Linked DNA regions of Zea mays: region 2 is linked to region 1. The links are chromatin contacts, called in public Hi-C maps. All regions are on one chromosome and are shown on one strand. Each heading gives the region's core, a stretch centred on a gene start, on an enhancer-like site or on the middle of the called end of the contact. The rest is flanking DNA. Distances are from core to core; before and after follow the strand shown.

What was found. Hi-C and Micro-C count contacts between places; a contact is called where the count stands out from the background.
Region 2: a Hi-C map of leaf shows a contact between it and region 1, with 8 times the contacts expected there. The contact joins two enhancer-like sites. A contact is called at or near these places in 3 of 25 Hi-C or Micro-C datasets (ear, endosperm and leaf).

The regions. Positions count from the first base shown.
Region 1 is chr2:148,389,714-148,395,203 of Zm-B73-REFERENCE-NAM-5.0, reverse strand. No RefSeq gene overlaps it. Among protein-coding and RNA genes, the nearest start is that of LOC100275926, 51 kb to the right of the region's middle. Within about 2 kb of position 1,428, at least 13 of the 20 cell types and tissues checked have an H3K27ac peak or open chromatin away from gene starts, as enhancers often do. A contact at or near this core is called in ear, endosperm and leaf, where this site is marked.
Region 2 is chr2:148,537,473-148,543,070 of Zm-B73-REFERENCE-NAM-5.0, reverse strand. No RefSeq gene overlaps it. Among protein-coding and RNA genes, the nearest start is that of LOC109944561, 6.4 kb to the left of the region's middle. Within about 2 kb of position 3,735, at least 18 of the 20 cell types and tissues checked have an H3K27ac peak or open chromatin away from gene starts, as enhancers often do. A contact at or near this core is called in ear, endosperm and leaf, where this site is marked.

The DNA of each region.
Region 1 (5,490 bases), core at 179-2,678:
TCAAATCGTAGTCGGCCATCGAGGATCTGACCGTCATAGAGGCTCTCTCCTACTTTCTCCCTCCTCTGATCTACCCCTAACCGAAAAACTAGGTGGTGATCAACGATGAGCACGCACACGCCCTGACGCCCCCCCCCCCCCCCCCCCCGTGCTCCACTCCGATCATTACTTGATTCAAAACGGAGAGGAAGCGATGTCAAAAACAGGAGGAGATACCTCACCGACGAGGAGGCAGGAGCTGGGCCACCCACGGCAGCACACGGATCCACGATAACGATTTGGCTCAAGTCAACAATCCTGCGTACTCTACCACTCTTCCTTGTGCGATTAGTCCACGGATCGCTTCAGTGGAGGCTCGAGACTACCCTGGTGCTCCTCCACGGTTTCGTCATCAGCGTGGCAAGGATTGAGTCGGCGGCGATCCTCCTTTTTCATGGCGGCTCACAACGGTGGCTCCTTTCTCTTCCTCATGACGGTGATGGTGGTTACTACAAACCGTGGGTACAAGATGGCCTATTGGTGTGGTGCCTAGACATTTATATGGTTTTTGTTTGAGAAATGAGCTAGTCTATCATTTTCGCACTCCTCACTTTTTTTGTTGGTTTGTGAAATGAAATTAGTTGATCTATCACCAACTCATTCCTCATAATTAGTCAATACTAATATGAGGAACGAGATCATCCCACCAAATTTGATAAATTTACCCATAATACACCACCTTATTTTGAATGGAGTGATTCCTCAATCCAAACACCTCGTATAGTTCGGAAGCATAGGGCCCACATGCGACAGAGTCCGGGTGGTGTGGGCACGTCGTTGCGACATCCACAGGGAACTCTAGAACAGTCTAGATCAGGAGAGGAAGAAAGAATCGATCACTGGGGCCCACCTGTCATCGGTACTAACACGGCTTAGGTCTCGTTCGGCTGTCTAGGATGTATTCCACGTTGGAAACAGTTCCAGACCAGGAAACAGTGGCCCACTCATTCTAGTCCAGGAACCAATCCGGAGGACATGAGACCAGGTTTCTTACCGGGCTGTGAACAATGGACAATCTCTAAACCTGGTGGCTTCTGTTTTTTATCCAAGTTCAAACGAACAGTTGTTTCAATCCGAGCCGGATTATAATCAAGATTATTTCTTTCCATCCGGAGGAAGGCTAGGAAATAAGGATCCGACCGATTGAGGCCTTGTTCGTTTGTGTTGGATTGTACCCGGAATCGTTTCAGCCAATCAAAGTTTATATAAATTAGAGAAGCAATCAGGTTAGGAATCATTCCGACCCACCAATCCGGCACAAACGAACAAGGCCTGATCCCACCGTGCAGCGGCTCCACCACGCGCATTCAGTGGAGACCCGACCCGTGGGCCCCAACTGCTAGCCGGTTGCGTGTGAGCAGGCTTGTAGTTTTTCATGGGTGATGTCATCATGGCGTCATGCTGATGCAATACGCGGCCAGAGAAATGAAAAAAAAAAGGAGAACAGGACGTGGGTTGTTGCTTGGGTGAGAAGATGGGCCGCAGGAATGCAAATGGGCTGAGGTGAGGCTTTTCTCTTTTTTTCTGATTTTCTTTTCTAGTTCTCTATTTACTCTCTCCTAGTTCAGATTTCAGGATTTGAATTTGAATTTGGTTGAGAAATTCTAATATGAATGCAACAAACAAAGAAATCCAGCATGTGTTGAAACATCTTTATATTATACATTAATTAATTAATCTTATTTATTTTGGTAAAGATTTTAGATATGTAGTGCACACACATAACTTATTTATTTTAGCAGAAAGTAATGTCCGATCTTTATTTACAATTACTTTAACTCAAATAAAAGAGTGTTTCTATTTATATAGTTTCATGAAGAGAATAACCCATTCTAATAAATAAATTGAAAGTCTTCCTATTTATTTATTTTGGTGAGTTTCGAATTAGATCAGAGTTTCGAAGTTTTAGATTTAATTTAACAACATTTTTAACATTAAATATGTGTTTATTTATTTATTTTGAAAATGGCCACTTTACTGTAAAATCCTCCATCAAAAGATACTTTAATTTGATTCTTCTAAGAAAAAACTTTACTAAACCTAAAATCAGGATTTTGGGGCGTGTGGTTCGAACCACGGCACGGTAGTAATAAGTATGTTAGTACGCGAGCCCTCCTGCCATGGAATGGTCCGTAGTACCCGCTCAACCACTCCATATTAGAGGAGTCAACTAAGGACGGCGGCACAATCGTTGTGAGACAATACGACACGTAACGACGACCACGGTATCGTGACTATACTATATATATGGCGGAAATAGAAAGAGTCATCCACAGAAGTCCTTAAGTCGGGCAGAGTCTAGGAGGATATGGAGCTACACGATAAGACTATGAAATAAAGGAAAACTCAGTTACGTGCAGTGGTTGCATGGACGCAGCATGGATCAGCACCGAGGAAATAGGAAGCTCATCGTTTCCAACTGGGAGCTAGTACACCTGTTACTTGCTATGATGAGAGCATGCCAGTTCCTGTTTGGATATCTGCATTTGCATGCATGTCGATTTTTATCTACCTTCTAGTTTGGTAAAGAGTAGAGAGATCAGGGTCTATGTGCCATCTCCTCAACTGCCGTGCTGCTGTCAGTTAGGACTAGGAGTAATCTTTTGCTTCGTTTAGAATCCGTCGTTAGTCAATCTCCCAACAATCATTTGGGAGCTGAATCGCCATTTGCTTTCGTATGTAATTGTTTTGTGGCAGAGGGAAGATCGAGGTAATGAAGTCACAAACTTTCCACTGTGTGTAGCTGTTGGCGGCACTGGCGTGTCTTTGTTTTGGGCATGATCCGCTGATCCCTCCACGCATTGATTATCCAGTTACTAGTCTGGACTCTGAACCAACACTTAATCGCTTTTCTTTTTTTTTTTTTTTTTTGCACGAAGACTGTTGCCAAAGTCCGAATTTTGCCATCAAACTCTAGCTTTTCTTGTTCATTGAACTATTGCCCCTCTCGAGTGGTCTTGAACTGGTCTAGAAAAAAAGATAAACAATTCATATTTACATCATAAAAAAACATGCTGCCCCCTTCGGCCCTTCATGCCATCATATACCTCTTAGCAGGTTTCTGAAAAAATTGTTGAAGATCAGGAGATCTGGATTCTTCAGCAAATCTAGTTCTGTCGGCCTTGGTCCCGCTGCAAAGATTTTTTATATTATAAGATAGTACGGATGGAATCATGTGCGGGAATAGTTCTCCGTTTGCCAACGCTGCCGCCTGCTAAGCCAGGACCAACTGGCTCTTGATGGAGTGGAAGCTTCCCATGCTGATCAAGGTCTACAGTGCTACAGCAACCATTCACTGGCTCTGTCAGCTAACCTCTCTCCCGTTGCATGACAACATCTCAGTCAGCTGGTTCTGCTGTAAGCCAGGAACAGAGAGGCCTGCTTCGCCTACTCGGTTCTTTCCTAGGAAGAAAACGGAGTTAATAACTGGTTTCAGGTTTTGCCGTTGGGAGCTGGTGCCTCAAGACTATATGCAATGGTTTCCCTCCTCTATTAGACTATCGCTAGTAGACTACTATCTCACTCACTATTTTAAACTTCACTTTATAAATAGTGTAATCTACAGTGCAAAATAGTACTTTGTACAGCCGTTTACACGGCCTGCTGGAGATTCACTACCGGAATCAATCGCTTTGCCGAGTGCCTGAAGCACTCGGCGAAGCCTTGAAAACACTCGGCAAAGAAGGCTCGGCGAACAGTGCATCGGCAAAGCCTTCTTTGCCGAGAGCTTTTTCTCGGGTACTCGGCAAAGATCTTTGCCGAGTGCCAGACAGCACTCGGCAAAGAAAAGCGGCCGTTACGGCGCCGGGTGACGGAGACGGCGGCTTTGCCGAGTGTCTTCCGGGCAGCACTCGGCAAAAAACCCATCTTTGCCGAGTGCCGCGTGGGACACTCGGCAAAGAACACGCCAGGGAGGGTCCCCATGTCAGGTTCTTTGCCGAGTGTTCTGTGCGACACTCGGCAAAGACGACCTCTTTGCCGAGTGCCGGCGACATAACACTCGGCAAAGAACCTAAGCCGGTGCCCAGGTCTGTGCTCTTTGCCGAGTGTTATGACCATGACACTCGGCAAAGAGCCTCTTTGCCGAGTGTTACACTCGGCAAAGTGACTAGCATATACCTCTTTAGTTTGTTTTTTGTATTCCATCCACACAAACAGAAGATATCACATATATACATCACAGATATCATCACAGACATAAATAGCCAACACAAACATAAAACCGTCACCACAAACATAAATATTCATCACAAACATAAGTGTTCAACACAAGTATTAAACACAAACATAAGTCTCAAACGTCGCAAGCTCTCACATAAGTATCAAACACAGACATAAGTATTATACATAAGTTTTGAAGTCTAAAACAATGAAAACACAACACTCATGGAGGTGGGCGGTTTGACCGGGGCTGCGTTGGGCTGAACCCTTCCGGAGGGTTGTTGGATGCCGCCCCAGATTGGCCCTGCACAGAGAAGAGATTGCATGTGTTATACCAGATGCATTATAACATCTAACTACAATTTTGATACTCACAGGAGTGTGGAAGAGAGTAGGGTCAACTGGAGGGAACAATGGAGGTGGCGGAGGGATGCCCTGTGCGGCGCCAAGGCTCTGCATGTACTGGAACATCTCCGCCATCCTCTGATCAGCCGCCGCCCGCTCCGCCATTATCCTCGCCTCCATCTCTTGACGTTCCCTCCTCTCTTCTTCTAGTTGGGTCTGTAATATTACAAGCCAATGTTATAGTAACTCAAAGAGAAGGTATATAACTCAAGAAAGGACGAGTTACAGAAGCACTAACCTCGAGTTGCTGTATGCGATGCTGTGAGCTGTCGTGCCGAGGTCGTATGGCTGGACTCGAGCCCGTGCTCCTTGCTCTCACCTGAGACAGAGTGGGAGTGGAGGACGAGTCGATTGCCCCGTCGGCAATCCAGTACCGCCCATGTCTCTTGCCTCCTCCGACCCTCATGAGCACATCGGTGTCGATCGGCTCGGTGCTTGGATCATAGTCTGGGCCATGGACCTCTTGCGCCATGGCGGTGTAGTCATGGAGGCGGCTGTAGACGGCGGGGTTGGTGTAGGCCTCGGGCCCGTCATCCGGGTTGTAGGTGACGTCGGACGTCGCCTTACCCTTATGGGCCATAGCATAGGCCGAGAAGGTGGAGCAAGGCCTGCCACCATGTGACGCCGACTGCAACGAAAACCAACGAGATAGTTAGAAATAATATCTAACTTAGTGCTATATATCTAAATAAAAAAGGTGGCGTACCCATGCTTCGGCATATTGGCCCAGGCTCCGGCTGCCTTGGTGGTGGGAGGGGCCTTGCATCATCAAACGCTGTTCCCGGCTAGCTGTGTGCGCCTCGTCCCACTCAGCCGAACACCACCTATCCACCATCTGCTCCCAGCACAGAGGATGTGCGGCGCACCAATGTGGAATCATCTGCA
Region 2 (5,598 bases), core at 2,486-4,985, 150 kb before region 1:
TTCTGAAGCTAGTGGAACTTTGTAAAGGCCTCATAGTGTTACCCTACCTCGCCTCCTCGTAGAGGTGTATGGGAAGTCGTGATCCCTTGGCAGATGGGTAACATGACTTGTGGGTAAAGATGTGCAACCTCTGCAGAGTGTAAAACTAGTATACTAGCCGTGCTCACGGTCATGAGCAGCTCGGACACTCACATGATTAACTTATGGAATTAAATTCAATTTGTCATATGCATCACATTGGGATTATTATTATTTTTATTTACTATTACTATGGTTTGGTATTCACTTACATTTAGTAACTGCTAATAAAATTTTGACCAACTTTAAAAGCAATGCTCAGCTTTAACCATCCTCTTTGGTAAGCCTTACACTTCACATGAGCTCCCATCTTTGGCGAGTTCATGCACATTATTCCCCACAATTTGTTGAGCGATGAACATATGTGAGCTCACTATTGCTGTCTCACACCCCCACAGGTCAAGAACAGGTACCACAGGATGAGGCGCATGGAGGATGCTGTGATGAGTTCGTGAGAGGTCTAGGCCGTCGTCTCCTGGCAACTTTGGGTTGCTGGATCGTTGTCTCCTTATGATGTAATTATTTATTTATTTTGTATAGAACTCCTATTATATATTAAATATGTGACATTCGTTTTTGTACCGCTATTCATCATATGTGTGAGACTTGGTCCCTGTACACCTGGTAATTATTTCGTGCCCGGGTCTTGGTGCCCCCGAAACTTGGGTGTGACAGTAGTGGTATCAGAGGAATGTTGACTGTAGGATGAAACCTAGATAGAAATGGACAACCCTTACTTACTTACCTCTGCTACTCTGATTCTTTCTAAACTTTTCTTAATCTTTTCACATCTATTTTCACTTTACTCTGATTATTCTTAGCTTTTCTTTTCTAAAGACAAAAGTGGATTTCACACTTTGAAATCCTGTACCTAAAGTGACCTTTAGGAATAGGAAACCTAATCCTAGGAACCAAAACAAAATTATTCTATAAGTATCTATGTACTTTAATGTTTGTTCTTATGATACTTGTCTGATTTGGATCTTTGATTGAGTGTGATGGGTTGTGGAGTAATATCTGCAGTTACATCTGCATATACACATAGGCAAAATAATAATAATAATTATGTCTATAAGGTAACTATACAACTTAGATTATCCCCCACTAAAATATATTTAGCTTAGTAGATCCATCTTATCTTAAAAGATACTCTCTTACCTTAATAGAATCATCTTATCTTGAAAAGATTTTATCTTATCCTAATAGATCTAACTGACCTCAAAAGATTCTACCTTATCCTTATGGATTCATCTTGCCCTAATAAGCATATTTATCCCACACTAGTGTAACAACCATGATCTAATCCAAAGTAATTAGATATTACCTAGTCTAACCTGGTTATACCGATCTAATCTAGATCCCTCTAATCTAATATGATCCAATCTAAAGTGAGTTACTTAATGGATAAGCTAATACTTGTGAAATAGATTAGACCATATCCACATGTTTTAACTTAGTTCACTCTGCACTAAATTAAAGAACGACATACCAACTCGGCTATATGCAACTACCTTAACCATCCGATAGTTACATAACCCCTCTGTTTTAACCTAACAGAGATTCTAACCTACCTACACCATATGATCCATACTATCTCAAAAGATTATAACATACCCTAATAATATTTATTCTACCCTAGTAGATCTATCTAACCTAAACTAGTCCATTCTAGTCATACCCAATCCTATCTAATCTATTATGTTCAAACCTAATGGGAGTCACTCAAACATGATTAGCTAATGTTGAGGAAATACATTAGACCCTGCTCCTATAAACAAGTTTGAGATCTTAGATCAACCTGACCCTACCCAATAACTTGACCTACAAAAGCAGGTTACATAACTAATCCCATCTAGCATATAGCTACCTACTAAACCCTCTACCCATCTGTTACCTACAGATGTATCTTAGGCTCTTGTCCCAAACCCGGTGGGTGACACCCAAGCTCAAGAAGGAAGAGATCCTCCTCATCAAACGAAGGATAGAAGTCAACCCAGATCTCTAGATGCGTTGGGGACCAACACTCAAGATGGAGTCTTACCTTGCTCTAATCTTTCTTACTATCCTTGCTCTAACCACATCTCATTATTCCTAGGAGGCCTTACATAAAAGATGCTTATGTTTCCTAATAACCTACTATTTATTGGAAAGGAAAACATTTTGTTAATGGAACAAAAAAATTAAAAAAATTAACTAAAACTACACATAGAACTTTCTGCAACCTCTTTCTTACTAATCTCGAGGATGAGATTATTTTTAAGGGGCTAGAATTTGTAACACCCTAAAGTTCAATCTTGTGAAAGTAAGGAAAATTTCTCGAAAGATTTTAAATCAAAACACCTTTCCTTAAGAATGTTCATAATTTGAAGTTGCTACTCCCAAAATTAATATATTTTTTAACTAAAATAAAAAGATACCTAGATAAACTAAATTATCCTCAGATTGAAATTATATAAGAATTATGATAAAACTACTTCTTAATATATAATATACAATATAAATTATATTTCCCTAAAAATTCATGGGATGTGAACTATTCCTTATTTCATGATTGGAACCATGTATACAAGAACTAAAATAAAACAAATATATATAATATATATATATAGTTTTGCATTCATGCTGGTGTTTTATTGATGCATCTAAAGGTAAAAAGTTTGGAATTCAAACTTGAGTTTGATTATGTTTTAAAATAGAAATCAGAAAATAAAAATAAAAGGCACACCAGCACTCACCTAGGCCGAATCTCAGCTCGTGGCCCACTCATTTTCTCCCCCCTGCGGCCGCATGGGCCGAATCCCTGTCAGCCGGCATTCACACAGAGCACGCCTGTTTTTTTTCCTGTGTCACTGCATGTGGGGCCGGCAGAGCTGCGTCGTCTTCCTCCTCCAGTCGGACTCGAGCATCGCTATCCGGTTTCCTCTGCACATGATTCTCCCCAGAAACAGTTGTGGATTTATGGGGGCCCTCGCCAGCTGTTCCTCAATCGAGCGCGGAGTATCATAACCAACAATGCTCGGATGAGATTTTATCCGGGTTCTGCTCGGGTTCTCGTTTTCAAATCCAGCATGGGTCGTTACCCCACCACCGCACCCCTAGGCTTGTGCCTAGTATATATATGCTCCCTACCGAGATCCCTTGGCTATCGGCGCCAGGTTGTCTTCAAGAATGAGGCAAACCCAGGGTTTGGTGAGGTCGGGTGGGGGAGGAGATTACCGCCATGGCTGCTCCTTGTCTGGGTGCGAGACTGTTGCCAGTAAAGTACTCAAGAAGGTTCACGGTGGCATGCTACATGTGGTTGTGGCCTCGGCAATGTAGTCCACCAGAGCGCTACCAATCTCTCACCGGGATCAAGCCGCCGCCGCAATACCGCCCTGCGACGTGGGCGGAGCCCTCTGCACTGCCCATGCTAGGTGAGACCCCTCCCCTTTGTTTCTCCTTTGTGCCCTCGTTGTAAAGCACCTCTCGGATCGGATTTTGGGGCATCATGGCACAGTGTAATGCAGCTTCGGCGGTCGCCGCCACGACCCCTAGGCAACGGCCATGGCACTCGTCGGGAGGAAGATGACCCTCTGGCCGTCAGACCATTGTGGTGCAGTCTGGATTAAATCAGGGAGGATGTAGACATCTTGCGCCGTAGATGCGCTAATCGACGGCTACGATTAAATGAGAGAATCACCCTTCGCGACATCAGATCTTGGTCATTTGATTGAAATCGGGTGGCCACGGTTGGATGTACCAGTTATTTATAAAGCAAAATCTAATCTAGGCCATCGGCTGGTGATCCAACGACCCTAGAATCTTGATACCCCTTCGGCCATGGCTGTTTCGCAAAAGAGCCCTCGGACTCCTTTTAAATCAACCTGCCGTCCACTAAAGTGTAAAAAGCGTAGCAGTTAGGTCCTCACATTTATGAAAAAGACCTTGTGCTTTCCAGATAATATATCTAGCGACCAATAGTACCCAGAAATAATAGGATAAATACAGAAAATGTATTTTTAGGTATATAAGCAATTCCAAAACTTAGATAATTCATAACTTAATTGTTTTAACTCCGATTTGATCTGTTCGAGTTGCATTAGATCTATATTGATATTGTTTATCATCCAGTAACTTTATTTTGTTATGAAATTGGGATTAAAAAATTATGCACTTAGTTCTTTTTAATCCAACACTTAAAACTTTGGAAATCAATAACTTCTTCGTTTTAATTCCGATTTGGTCTATTCAAGTCGTGTTAGCTTCATATGAATATTTACTATGTAGTAACATCATCAATTACACTATATCGCATAATTTTACAGTTAGATATTTACTTAACCTATGTCTACTAGATCAACTCTTCTAAACAAAGCTAACATGTCCATAATTATAATTTAGTTAAAATATGATCTCTAGTCAAGTTATATATAAATTTAAAGTTCAATTAATTATTTCTTTAGATTATTTTTATAAAATCAAAACAAGACCTAGTTTTAATCACTTAATCACGTGGGTCCTCCATAAACTATACCTCTTCAACTGTAACCCCAATTTTAGCGGTTCTCGAACCCACGATCTCGTAGCGACGCGTAGATTATTATTATGCAGTTTGTTATTATGTTTGGTGTAATATTAATTTTGCATATACCATGTTTTTCTACGACTAGCAGCGAGGTTACGAGTCACTAGAAGAGTAAGTTGGTACCTAGAATCTCAAGTCCGAGGCAAGTTGTGCCCTTGATCACTTCTTTTTACCCAATCATGTTCTTATTAATCATAATGATCTGCATAGGTTAATTTTGATGGGACCCAATAGGTTACCCTTCTTTGACTCTCTTTATACATTGTTTGCCACTGAATTTTTGGGTAGTACCTGCTATTGCTTTATGTGGTTTTGGTTATGGAGATATATGTTATTCATGATGATACTTTTATTATCAGTTTGTTATTTACTGTTCATGATAAGATCATTATGTTAATTGGAACATGGAGAACCACCCGGGAAAACAGTGCTACCACAAGGGTGGTATGGGACGCCCTTGGCTGACTAATTAGGAAAGCTAGTGGAGGACTACCTTACCCGAAAGGGGCAAGGGCAGTAGGGGAGTGGTCAGTGTAGGGATGTCCTTGGGTTGATTTTGCTGTGATGGCGCTCAGGCGAGAGATCTCTGCATTGGAGCTTCCTAGAAACTGTTGCGGGTTTTCTGAAGCTGGTGGAACTTTGTAAAGGCCTCGTAGTGTTACCCTGCCTCGCCTCCTCGGTAGAGGTGTATGGGAAGTCGCGATCCCTTGGCAGATGGGTAACATGACTTGTGGGTAAAGATGTGCAACCTCTGCAGAGTGTAAAACTGGTATACTAGTCGTGCTCACGGTCATGAGCAGCTTAGACACTCACATGATTAACTTATGGAATTAAATTCAAATTGTCATATGCATCGCATTGGGATTATTATTTTTTTTATTTACTATTAATATGGTTTGGTATTCACTTATATTTAGTAACTGCTAATAAAATTTTGACCAACTTTAAAAGCAATG